Linked DNA regions of Mus musculus: region 1 is linked to region 2. Evidence: chromatin contacts called from public HiChIP or PLAC-seq data. All regions are on one chromosome and are shown on one strand. Each heading gives the region's core, a stretch centred on a gene start, on an enhancer-like site or on the middle of the called end of the contact. The rest is flanking DNA. Distances are from core to core; before and after follow the strand shown. Region 1 overlaps BC034090 (cDNA sequence BC034090). Region 2 has its middle 36 kb from the start of Gm51649.

Evidence for each region. HiChIP or PLAC-seq counts read pairs in DNA pulled down with a chosen protein or histone mark.
Region 1: an H3K4me3 HiChIP or PLAC-seq map of the 230-238 cell line shows a contact between it and region 2, with 8 times the contacts expected there. The contact joins two enhancer-like sites. A contact is called at or near these places in 1 of 39 promoter capture datasets (pre-B cells), 3 of 115 datasets of contacts at active chromatin or transcription factors (the 230-238 cell line, differentiating embryonic stem cells and large pre-B cells) and 3 of 9 other capture datasets (adipose tissue, liver and pancreatic islet).

The regions. Positions count from the first base shown.
Region 1 is chr1:155,220,021-155,226,097 of GRCm38.p6, forward strand. BC034090 (cDNA sequence BC034090) reads right to left here. Exons shown (of 10, transcript NM_001370865.1): 5 at 4,891-6,077; 6 at 3,255-3,411; 7 at 1,315-1,567. Among named protein-coding and RNA genes, the nearest start is that of Gm31102, 20 kb to the right of the region's middle. Within about 2 kb of position 4,336, at least 166 of the 459 cell types and tissues checked have an H3K27ac peak or open chromatin away from gene starts, as enhancers often do. A contact at or near this core is called in the 230-238 cell line, where this site is marked.
Region 2 is chr1:154,820,236-154,826,361 of GRCm38.p6, forward strand. It overlaps a transcript of Cacna1e not described here. Among named protein-coding and RNA genes, the nearest start is that of Gm51649, 36 kb to the left of the region's middle. Within about 2 kb of position 3,071, at least 26 of the 459 cell types and tissues checked have an H3K27ac peak or open chromatin away from gene starts, as enhancers often do. A contact at or near this core is called in the 230-238 cell line, where this site is marked.

The sequences.
Region 1 (6,077 bases), core at 3,086-5,585, 400 kb after region 2:
AACAGTAGCAAAATTTGTTACAAAGTAGCAACAAAAATTATTTTATGGTTGGGAGTGACCACAACATGAGGAACTGTATTCAAGTGTCACAGCATTAGGAAGGGCCCTGCTTTAGGCTATGGTTTCCTTCCTAACTCTGCACAGGGGAGGGTGCAGAGAACAGAATAGCTCTGCGCTCCCAGCACACAGCACAGAGCAGGATTTCCGGAGGTCTGGTAGAGGTGAGTGTGCGGAGGTGATTTGCTAAGCCTGGCACTCGGAGAGGGAGATGCTTAGCTGGTGCCCTGTATTCACTGAATGTGAACTGGGTACACTAGCTACTGAGACAGTATTGGGGGTGTAGACATCATATTCCAGTGAGGGGAGAGAGACATGGAGGGGTGAAACTCTGTGAGAAGGCAAACAGCAGAAGCCACGCAGCCTAAGGACTGTGGTGACTTCTAAAGGAGGAAAGAACAGGCGTCAGCAGGTAGAGACAGCAGAGGCAGTCAGGTGCAGATTCAGTCAGACTGCGTGATCTGACTGTAGAAGTGTCTGTCTATTCAGCAGAGGCCAAGAGTGTTCTGGGAAAGTGGGGAGATGTAAAAGCCACAGACAGCAGATCTGGAAGCAGTCCTGGCAAGGTGCCATTGGTATGGCCAGGTCTGTCCAGCCTCAGAAAAAACACCTTGGAGGCCACGTGGAGAAAGACCAGAACAAAGAGGCCAGTCAAGGCTTGCCGTGACATTACAGATGGGGATTGTTTAGGGGTTGGAGAGATGTCTAGGCGGCTAAGAGCACTGGCCGCTCTTCCAGAGAACCCAGGTTCGATATCCAGTACCCGCATAATAGCTCATAACTGCTTATAACAACCCCAGTCCGAGGGGGATCCAATGCGCTCTTCTGGCTTCTGCGAGTACCAGGCATGCACAAAGACATATATATGAAGGCAAAACACACAGAGAAAATACTTCTTTTTAGAAAGAAAGGAAGGGAGGGAGGGAGGAAAGAAGGAAGGAAACAAAGAGACAAAGAAAAGAAAGCTCATTTGGACTAAGGAGTCACTGTGGCCAAGGAGTAGGTTAAAGAATGCAGGGCACGAACTCTCCAGCACACAGGCAACAGGGAGAGAGAGAGAGAGAGGACAGTAGGTGGTGGGTGAAGAAACAGGATTAAGGGTCACTCACACACAGTAAGCACAAGTACTGTGAGACAGTCGTGAGGATGCTAGCGGCTCGCCACTGCTGTGACTTGGACTTGCCTCCCCTTCCACTCTCATCCCATTAGACCACACCACTGGAACCACACCCTATAGCCAGGGCCCTGGGGACTCACCAGATGCAGGGTCTGTAACGATGGGGCTCTTTTCACTTTGGGGGTGCTGGTCTGTGGAGCCAGGGCTGAGGGCTGCAGTTGTTCCACACTGTAGCTTCGGGATGGGCCAAGTCTGGGCTGGGGTGTGTGGCCCAGGGCTGAGAAAAGCTTTTTGAGCCCCAGGGCAGAGGTAATGCTACTCCTCCTTTTCTTGTTCCCATCAGAATGGGTGCTTGAGGGTGACCTGTGCCCTGCACTGGCCTCAAGTGATGCTCTGAAACGCAAAGGGGAGGGCATGAGCTGGATGTATCCTGCATCGTAGGGCTCCACAGACCCCAGTGGACCAGGGCCCATGTCCTCAAGGAGGTTCTAAGAATCAGGCTGTAGCAAGGAGAGCCACGCAGACTCTGCCAGGTACCCCGTGAAAGTAGAAGCCATCCACTCCGCTCCCGCGGGATGTCTCACAAGCCTCCTATCTGTCCGCCCTCAGCTAAGGGAATAGAGAAACTTATCAACAACAGGCCACAAGAAGAAGAGAAGCCAAACAGTGATGTGTGGGGTGAAGCAGGGTGGGACTAGGCACTTATTTTAAATAGTTTCCAGGGAAGAGCTCTTTGGCAGAAAACAATCTTTATACCAAGGGCCAATGACAGGAAGGAGTCAGGCCCTTAAGCCTGAAGTGAGAACTGTTAGAGCACAGAACAGCTGGGACCTCTGTCTGAGCAGAAACAAATGTGATGAGTTCAATGACAGCAGCCAGGTAGGGAGAGAAGCAGGAAGGGGTGTGCGGTGAAGCCAGGCAGGCAGGGAAGTCCCACCACGCCAAGCACTGTCAGCCCCGGGAAGAGGAGAGGAGAGGCTACTGTGGGGCTTTAAGTAGGACAATGATACCATTTAATTGGGTTCTAAAAAAATATTCCCTTGTGCAGCTAAGAAGCGAGACAGCTTAGACCAGATGGTAGAGAGAGGGGCTGGGGGCTGGCGAGGGCTGCCGGTGGGTAAGGGAGGGAAAGCAGGAGGAGGCAGATCGAGGTCTAAGCTGTGGGGACAGCACCACAGCTGCTGGGAAGGGGGTGTGGGGAAAGCAACCGTGGTGTTTTTATTGAGGGAACAGCTAGATACTTGAGAGAGATGTCCAGGAGGAACTGGCCAGACAGTCCTCACATTGTGGCAACCGTCCAGACCTGTCTGGGCCGTCAGGAGGCCGAGTGCTGTGTGCAGTCACAGGATACAGTCTGGAGCTGGGAAAGCCCTTACAAGTACCAGGTTTGCCTAGGCTTTGAACTTGGTCCAAGGAGGTTCCAGCAAGGTCTCAGGTGGCTAGGCCTCAGCTGGTGCAAGGAAGGGGATCAGTTTGCATCCTGGGAGCACCTTGAGGGCTGTGGCCCTCAGCTGTATCATTAGTAGCTGGGGCTCAAGGGTGGGGATATTACTCCGTGCCTCAATGAAGTCCGTCAGATAAAGAGAATTAGCAAAGGTGGGGCTGGAGTAGGTCAAGTGCATAGAAGTGGCATAGAAGCCTGAGGACCTGAGTTCAGATCCCCAGTGCCCACTTACAAGCCAGGCCACGCAGAGCAGCACGTCTGTAACCCCAGTTCCAGGAGGCAGAGACAATGTGGGTTGGGGGTTCAAACACACGGTGTGAGGCAACTAAGTAAGATTCCCCCAATGTTAACATCTGGCCTGTATATATACTTAGATACGTACAGCCATGTGTCCCCAGACACACGTGTACCCGGTTTTCCCTATGAGCACACATGTACAACACACACACACACACACACACACACACACACACACACACACACACACACACAGAATTAGGGAGGGTGGTTTAGGGCACCAGGATGTGGTCTAGGGCCTTCTGGGTCTGGAAGAGGAAGTTAAGAGACACTATGCTCCAGGTGGTATGTCCCCATCCAGCATGCCTTATGTCGTCAGGGCTTGCTCCTGCCACTCACCCAGTGGGCACATGGCCCCCAGAGCTGGATCCTGTCCTCTGTGAACCTCCTCCCCACTCCTGGCTGCGCTCAGGCTCCTCTGAGGTAAGGGCGAGGGTGATGGCTGTAGAGTTGACAGTGGCGATATCCACTGACTGGAGAGAGTCCTGGAGTGTTCCTGCAACAGCCACAGAGCCGCCCCTGCTACATGACTGTCCCCACAGGTCACACGGGGGAAAGGCCCATTTCCCAGCCTGACCTGAGGAGCAGGAGATGCCGGGGAGAGGTGGGAGCCGTAGGAGCAGAAGCAGTAGAAGCCCAGGAAGCAGTCAGTGAAGGAGGCGGGGCTCATCCTTGAGCATCTGCTAAACTGGAAACTTTGAGGATAAGAGTGGGGGTGCTATGGAGGACTGTGGACTACTGTTACCCCATCACCCAGCTGGGCACCTAATAAGTATTTGTTAAGTGTTAGTTACTTGTGGTAGGTCATGCCCATTCCGTGTCAAGGGACACAGTCGAGAACTGGGGAAACAATCTAAAATTGCCACAGCTTTTACTATAGCTTCCATCTTGGGTCCATTGTATGCACTTGGTGATATGAAGGGTGACTGAACCCTTCATAGACTTGCCCTGTGGTTCCCACGAGACAGGCTGTATCTTAACCCTCCCCGTCTAGATAAGAAAACATGAGGATAGAGAGAGGAAGCGGTTACCCAGGGGCCCTGTCACTAATAAGAGAATCCTCACTAAGTTCTCAAGGAAGTGCAGACTCAGGGTTCCCAGAAAGGTCACTGCATCTCAGAAGGTCTGCAGGACGTGGCTAGGTTCACACCAGCCTGGAGCCCACACAGGAGAGGGAGGCACAGCTGAGCTCGGTGTGGAGGGCGGGAGATGGGTGGAGGCAGAACAACTAGGGGGGAGAGGCTTTGCCTCAGCAACTTCACTGCTGTCCGCTGGGATCACAGCAGTGCGGATCAGAGCGGGCACAGAATCTGCCCACGGCGAGACTCCTCCTCCCTAGGGCAAGGAGCTTTGGCAGCCTTGCCCATTAGAATCTACTAGCAGGTCGGACAACCAGGGCCACGGAGGGATCAGAGCGGCAGCTTGCTGTAGTGCTCCCCCTGCTGGTCACTGCACCCCACAGACACGTGTGACCACAGAGAACCTTAAGGGCAGGGAGCCTGCTTGAGTAATTTCCCACAGTGCGCAGGACAGGTCTGAGCTTGTACAGGGTGCATGACCAACAGTGAACAAGGCAGTGCAAAGCACAGAAGAGAGAAGGTGGAAGAGGCAGGTGACTGTCGGTAGTCACTCTTCTAAACAACAGTAGATTACTCATAGTTTACAAGAGTCAAATGCCCACAAAGCCTGGCCCCAGCAGCTGTGGACTGAAGCTTCCCCTACACACCCCAGAGTTCCCATCTGGCTCCATCCCCACCGAGGTCCAAGCCCCTGCTCCCCATCCCCCAAGCACAGAACACTGGCTAACTTGCTCCATGCTCTTGCTAAGTCCTGCACCCAGCTGGTGCTCCCCTACATCCTGCAGGCCTGCTGCTGCTCTGAGGGATCCACAAGGTGCTGGGGGCTGGGGGGAGGGGGAGTTATGGGCCTTATCCTAAGGTGATTAGGATGGAGAGCAAATGACAGCAGTCCTTACCATCTCCATTGCTCTCCAGAGGCAGCACAGGCTCCTGACAGCACTGGTCCTTTTCAGATCTATTCCTGTGGACAGCCACTCCTGAGGGCCCCTGCAGCCCTAGAGGGATGCTGCTGCTGGAGTTGTTGTTGAACAGGTCCAGCAGTGGATGCTTGACTTGGGGGCTACAGGGTTGGGGTTGGGGTCGCGTGAGAACCACAGTTCTTGGAGGGGACACAGGCAGGGGGCTATCCATATGCTCTGCCTGGTGTTCCTGCCAGTGATGCCCCTTCTGGACTGACTTCCTCGGAGGCATAGGGCAGAGGGATTTCCTCAAAGAAGGAGGGGTTGGCACTTCCTCGGGGAGGGTCAATGTTGACTGTGAGGCTGGGAGGGGTGCAGAGGGCTCTTCATGGCTCCGTTGGAGGGGAGAAGTGCAGAGAGTTTTCAGAGACTCATGGCTTTCAGGAACTTGGTCTGGTGGTTGGCCTGATCCTGAGGACCCACGTGTCTTGGAAAACGGCACAGCATAAGCTGTCCTGCATGGAGATCTGCAGTCCTCGGGGTGGGCACAGTGACTTCCTGACCGAGGTCCAAGCTGCCCCTGGGACCAAGGTCTCTTAGGTTCCAAGGCAGGTTTAGGCACAGCATCTTCCTCTGGAAACAGAGTCCCCTGAGGTATGTGTCCACTGGCTTCTCTCCCCTCCCCTCCTACAACCCCATCATCAAGCTGGGGCAGGTGAGACCAGGCCTGAAGGCCGCAGGGCAGCTCCGCCTCAGCCTTTCTGGACCACCTGGGACCTCCCTGGGGCCTAGACCCATGCCACCGCTGCTGGGGGCTGCTCACTCGGATCTGCTCACCTGCCCTGCTAGACTGAGAGGTCCTGGCATCAGTACCATCTTTCCAGCTGTCTGAACTGTGGGTGCTGTCCAGGGCAGAGTCCTCCTCTTCCTCAGGGTGTGTGGCAACAGTGTCTGTGATGTGTGTTTCCCGGATCCATTCTGTGTGGAGCCCTGGGAATGGGGAGCTCAGACCATGGGAATTACAGGGCCCCAGCAGTACTGCCTCTGCCTCACAGGCAGCCTGGAGACTCCGGAGGACTCTCAGGTCAGAGGCTGCCCTCTCCTCAGCAGGGCAACGCTCCTCCAGACAGCTGCCACAGGCTGGACACTTCCTCTCATTGTCCCAAGGAGGTGGTGGTACAGGG
Region 2 (6,126 bases), core at 1,821-4,320:
GCTCCCATGCCTGCATGCCCACAGCTGTCCCTGACCTCCGCCCAGGATTGCGGATTGCTTCTCTACTTAGCCCATGATGACATTCACTGTTGCCAGGAGGACACAGAGAGCAACAGATACCTGCACAATGGAACCAACAGCCATCTCCAAACAGCTTGGATGGCACATCTTTTGCAAGCTATCTCCTCCTTACTAAGTTCTTATTAGAAGTTCTCCTCTCTTATTAGAAGTCCACCAACCTCTGATGAAGGGTACACTGCGGTGCTCACTTAGCAACTGTGGGAGCCGAGGCTCCGTCATTGACCATGCTCCACTGAGAAAGCATGAAGGGAAGATGCCCTTGTTTGCATCTGACATCCCTGACATGTTCCAAAAGCACAGTAGTGAGTGATAGCGAGAGCAGTGGGTCTTTTGAAGCAGTGAGAGAGAGAGAGAGATGGTCTTGTGAAGTCAAGAAGGAAGGTCCCAGGAACGTAGGTAAGACTTCATTTATCCCCACCCCAGTCAAGGTAGCCTCGCCTACAGTCACACCTGCAACTGCAGATGCTTGATCGACTTCATTTTCTTCCACAGCCTCCTCATTTCTGTGTTTAGTTCATGGACAGCTCTGCCTTTGCCTCAATCCTGAGCATATCCTTTGTTTCGTTTTGTTCTCTCCCTCTGCTCCTTCTGCTCCAAACCAACACTGGCATCAGCCCCAGGAACAAATGTTTATTGGGGGCCGCTGTGGGTGAAACACTCCTGGAAATAAGAGTCTGGTCTTCCTGGAGCTGAGACTCCAAAGGAAGAAGGCACAGGACAGAAAGGAAGGCATATGTGTCACAAAGACACAGACATCAGGTAGCACCTCCCTGGAATGTACCCATGCAGAGACCTTGATTGTTCTGCAGAGCACATGGTGTCCGTTGCCCAGGGTCTTCAAAAAGCCAGGCTTCTTGCTTCTTTGTATCTACTCATAGCACAGTTCATCCTCATCCCCTGTGGGTCCTGTATTTATGAATTCACCCACTCACTAAAAGATCTGTAACATCCGAATCAATACTTGTGGCTCATCTGCATATACTCAAAGGTAGAAAAACACTGGACTCACTGCCCACACTCATCTCTAGCTGAGGTGAGACAAGGTAGCTACTTTGTGTCTGCTGTTTCAGATCTTATGCTACAAACAAGTTCTCTCAGTCCACTTCATGTTTCAGTTTTTATGTGGCTGTTGGTGGTTTTGCTCTATAGAATGGCCCTGAGCACAGTGTTGACATGCCTGCTGTCTGGTGCTCTAAGCACAAGGAGATGGAGGCATGCCTCCTAAAGAAAGCGCATGGGTAAGCCTGGCTCAGGCATGAACTACATTGTTGGCTGTGAGCTCGATGATGAAGAATCAACATTATGTATTAAATATGATGTGTAAGAGAAATACACACACAACAAGCTTTCATACTGATCTCCTATTGTAAATGCTGTGAAAGAGGTCCACAGGGACCCAACCCTGCATTTCTACTTTCCTAGAAGCAACAGCACAACATGAGCTATTTTAGCATCTGCAGGTTGCAAGGACCCAGGACAATGTGGATAATAAACTCCCTGACAGTGAGCATCCACTGTAATTGGGGACCTGTCTTAGAGGCAGGAGCATCTAGAATGCAGACAGGGCTAGTTTTCTCCCTGCTCTGCCTAGTGCTCCACTCTGTGGAGACACTAAAGGCTGTCAGCCAAGAAGACTGAAGATCTAGAGCCCTTATCCTCTGAGAAACTATCACCAGGATCCTGGGAGCCCATATTGGGAAGGAAAGGCCCAGCAATCAGCAAACCTGGGAGTGCCTGCATGGAGGAGAGATGCTCAGGCTGGTCTATAAAACCCCAAAGGGAAAGGTGGGACCAGGAGTAGAGTAACAAAGGAAAGATTTCATCTCAGTCCAGAGAAATGCATTCCAACGGTGAGGGAGGTAGCCATACATGAAAACGAGGTCCCTGTCATTTCAGGTGACAGTGACCAGCAGGCTGTACTGAGGAAAAGCAAGCACTGAGTAAATATTTGAGAGTCTGGTGTTCTGTGAAAAGAACCCCACCCCTAATGGGAATCGGGACTCTTCAGGGGAAGATCTCTGTTCTGCCACAAGAATTACCATGCCTCCAATCTCCATACTCTCTGAAAATCAGACAATGCCATCTGCCCTGGGTATTATGTCATGAGGTTCTTGCTGTTGCATGGCTGAGCTGGGGGCGGCTGTCCTCTCCCTCAAGCGGAGTTCTGAGTCCCTGGCTCTGGTGGTTGAGGGGCTGCAGGGAAGAGTCAGAGCATCCTTTATCCCCCCACCCCCAATTCAAGGCAGAGAAGTTTCCATGAGAGCATGCCCCTTCTGTGCCTCAATCTGAGCTGAAAGCATCGGCAGGGGGATCAGTCCTCTTTCTGATCATTTTAAAACTGTAAACCTCCATGGGAAAATGATTTGACTGTCAAGAGAAAATACGAGAATGGAAAGCAAAATCTCTGTCACTGTCACTGTCACTGTGCTCCTGTGAAGAACTCAGGGAAGCCGTTCAAGTGCTCTGTATGGTGATGGCAGGAGCCAAAAGGTGGCACTCACCCTCCCGCAAAGGCTCCCTCCACCTCACACACTTCCTTCCCAGCACCAAGGCATCTAGAGATAGACAAGCAAGAAATTCCAGAGGGGAGCCGTGCTTCCCAACAGCTACTGTGCCTTGTGACATCTCTCAGGTCCCCTGTGTCCTTGCAGGGGGCCAGGGCACACAGATCACATGCATGGCCCATTGGGAAAGCTGGTATTTGCTGCCTTGAATTCTGTATCTCAAAGTCCCAAAAAAAGGACAGGAGCTAACCAATCAAGTGAAAAGTATTCAATAGACTGAGGCTCTGCAGTGATGTGCTCAGAGACAACACCAAAACCCGAGAGTAGTCGCCATTCTGAGGGTGAACATTCATGGAGGAGAAAGGAGACACACATAAAAATTGTCATCAGCCAGTCACTTAACTGAGAGAACCAGAAGGTGCCACAGGCCATAGCAGTGCATAGAAACTGAAAGTTGCAGGAGTTCCCGTTTGGGGATGCTGTGTGTGGGAAAACAGATGTGACTCTGCTGGTCTGCACTGCCCACAAAGATAGCTGCTCACTGCATGTATTATATGTGTGTGTGTGTATGTGTGTGTGTGTGTGTGTGTGTGTGTGTGTGTGTGTGTGTGTGTGTGTGTGTGCAGCTGAGTTTCTCTGTCACATAGTCACAATCAAACTGGGTAGGAAACAATCCAACTAGGTAGGAAACAGTAGGCCAACAGCCAGTGGCTCCCATGTCAGCCAGAGAATTTCCATCACTTTCCACCAGGAAGGTTTGTCATGTAGCTCTAGACCCTACGGATGACCTACTTCACCATCCTTCAGATGTTCTACAGGGAACTTCAAATTGACTCTCAAGCTTTAGATGAGGGATAAGCCCTTGCCTGGGTCTTGGGACTCATTTTGGTAGTCTCACCTCACTGGTGATGTGTGGAAGATCCACAGAAGAAGCTTTGTCCAAGCCCTGTCACAAGCTGTTCCCTCCAGCAGCTAGCTAAGCCCCTTCTTGCCTTCGACAGCTTAACTCCTCGCCTGTATGGTTCAGTCAAAATGTCTTTTCCTTGGGGTCCCGCTTATCTCCATAGATAAGACTGACCTCTAAGACTTCTCAGAGAAGTCTGGTTTGGCCATCGGAGCATCACTATCGGTGGTATACTGGTGGTACCTACAGTAATTGCCCACAAAACTGCCCTACATGTAGTAGCCTTTCCCCAAGGAATTGTTGGATAGAGGGATGTGTGTGTGTGTGTGTGTGTGTGTGTGTGTGTGTGTGTGTGTGTGTGTGTGTGTGTGTTTAGACGTGTGCACACATGGATGCATGAACGGATGCATTGAGAAGAGTGGATGGACCAATGGCTGTGTGTATGCACAGATCATGAACAGCCTTGCAATGTGTTATTACAAGTCTTGCCTTGTTAGTTGACAAAAAAAAATGGTTTATAGATTATAGGAAAGCAGGCTCCCCATTTTCCTAACTCATCATGTTATCTGTCTCGACTCCATTTGCTTGTAGGCAACACATACTATTATGAGAGGAAGGAAAGACTCCTAGGAAGGAAGTAAATAGAGAAAGATAAATAGAGAAAGACGAGGGAAGGGAGGGAGGAGGGAATGAAGCGAGGGCTGGAGGAAAATCAAAGCTAAGGGGAGGTAGGTGAGGAAGTAAGGGATACCAAGTCTCTGCTAGGAGACAGGAGAAACAGTGAGATTGCTGCGGAAAAGAATAGCTGGAGCGTTAATGGCAGGGAGCTGTCAAGCTTTGACTGCTGTACTGGAACAATCATCTCCCATCACCAAGCCAAGGATGAGCCTGGAATGCTCCCCTGAGTGGCCTCATCTCTACCACCCGATTTCCCCAACTCAGTGAAATGAGAAATTCTCACAAGTGCAAATTAAGCTTTTTATGACAATTAGCAGCCTCACACGGGCCTCACCTGCCTTGATGGAATGTGATATTTCATCTGAAGCGTTCCTAATCATAACCCAGTGGGGGAGACTGGGAATGAGTTCACTGGCTGCTTTACGTGCGGTGATTTTTATCCTTTCCTCTTCCTAGTGGTCCCCAAGGAACTCAAGGCGGTTTACAAACTTCTAATTCTCAGGACACTCTGGAAGCCAGGGAGGTCAGAGCTACATGACAGGCTTCAGCACCTTTCTTTGCTAGACAGAAGAGACTCACCCTGTCCCTAGAGCCTACTCTTTTGAAGCTTAGGGAGGGAGGGGTGCCATTACCAGTGATATCACTAAAAGAACGAAGGCAAATGAGGCATGAGGCAGCAGGGATGAGCACGTGTGTCCTTGGTGAAGAGGAAGGAGGCAGGGATGCGGGAAGAGTGCTAAGGCTGAACACAGAACAGAGCTTGGACAGCAGGCGGGGGTGGGGCGGGATGGAGATGGAGCAGGACATGTCTGGGAGGATCTTGAACTGGGAGCACTGGGAGTGAGGACATCTCTTCCAACATAGAAGGAGAAGCATAATGGGTGCCAGAGGAGAGCAGGTATTAAGAAGGAGCACTTTAGCCAGTCATGGTAGTGCACATCTGTAATGGCCAGCTTTGAACCAGTCATGGTGGTGCACATCTGTAATGGCCAGCCTAATGGGTTAATACATTGAAAGACCCTGTATCAAAAGCCAAAGATATGAGGGGAGGAGGAAGTAGGGAGGTGGAGCTGGAGGAGAGAGGATGAGAAGAAGAGGAGAGCATTTTAAGATAAAAAGGAAAACCCAGAAATCATTTTTTTCATAAATTTCTATTTTGAGCATGGCCTTGCAATGTAGCTCTGGCTAGCCTAGCACTTGCTTAGGTTCACCATGAATTCAAAGCGATCCTCTTGTCACAGTCTCCTCAGATTACCAGAAATGACAAATTTATAGGCGATGATAGCAATCACTGGGGGACACTGTGATGTGTTTCTTTCTGTCTGAGTCTCCTTCTCATCCCTATTCCACTTTCCAGCAAAGGTACCCCAATGCAAGCATTAGACACTAGACTATTGCCAGCCTGGCAGGAGCAGAGCAGACCCGTAACGGACATTGAAGTAACACAGATTATGAATGCTCACTAGAAGCATTGAGGGACAACATAAATTTAAATGTGGTCCCTTTGCTATCTGCTGAGTACCTGTGTAAAACAGAGTGGAGAATAAGGTAGACTCTCATGTCCCAGGAGACAATCCCCACCACTTGTAAGTCTAGAACCTCGAGACCCAGTGGTTTTAATCATTGCCAAGGTTCAGGAGCACCTTGGGTTTCATTGTGTGCTGTGTTTTCTACTTTAAATTCTTCACTCTGTATCTAGTTACCATCCTAGCCCAAGTCACCATTTTTCATGCCCCTCCCTAACTATTCAAAGAACCTCTCCACGGCTCACCCTGCCTCTACTCTTGGCTTGCCCACAAGTACCTATCTTCCTGAAGCCAGAAGGATATTTTTTTAAAAGTCTATACATGACTTTTTATATCCTTTTGGGGAATACAAACAGTAGTACCTACTGCCACACGCAACTGACACTACCTTCCTTCTTCTTACCAATTCTAGCCACCCTGGTCTCCTATGTTG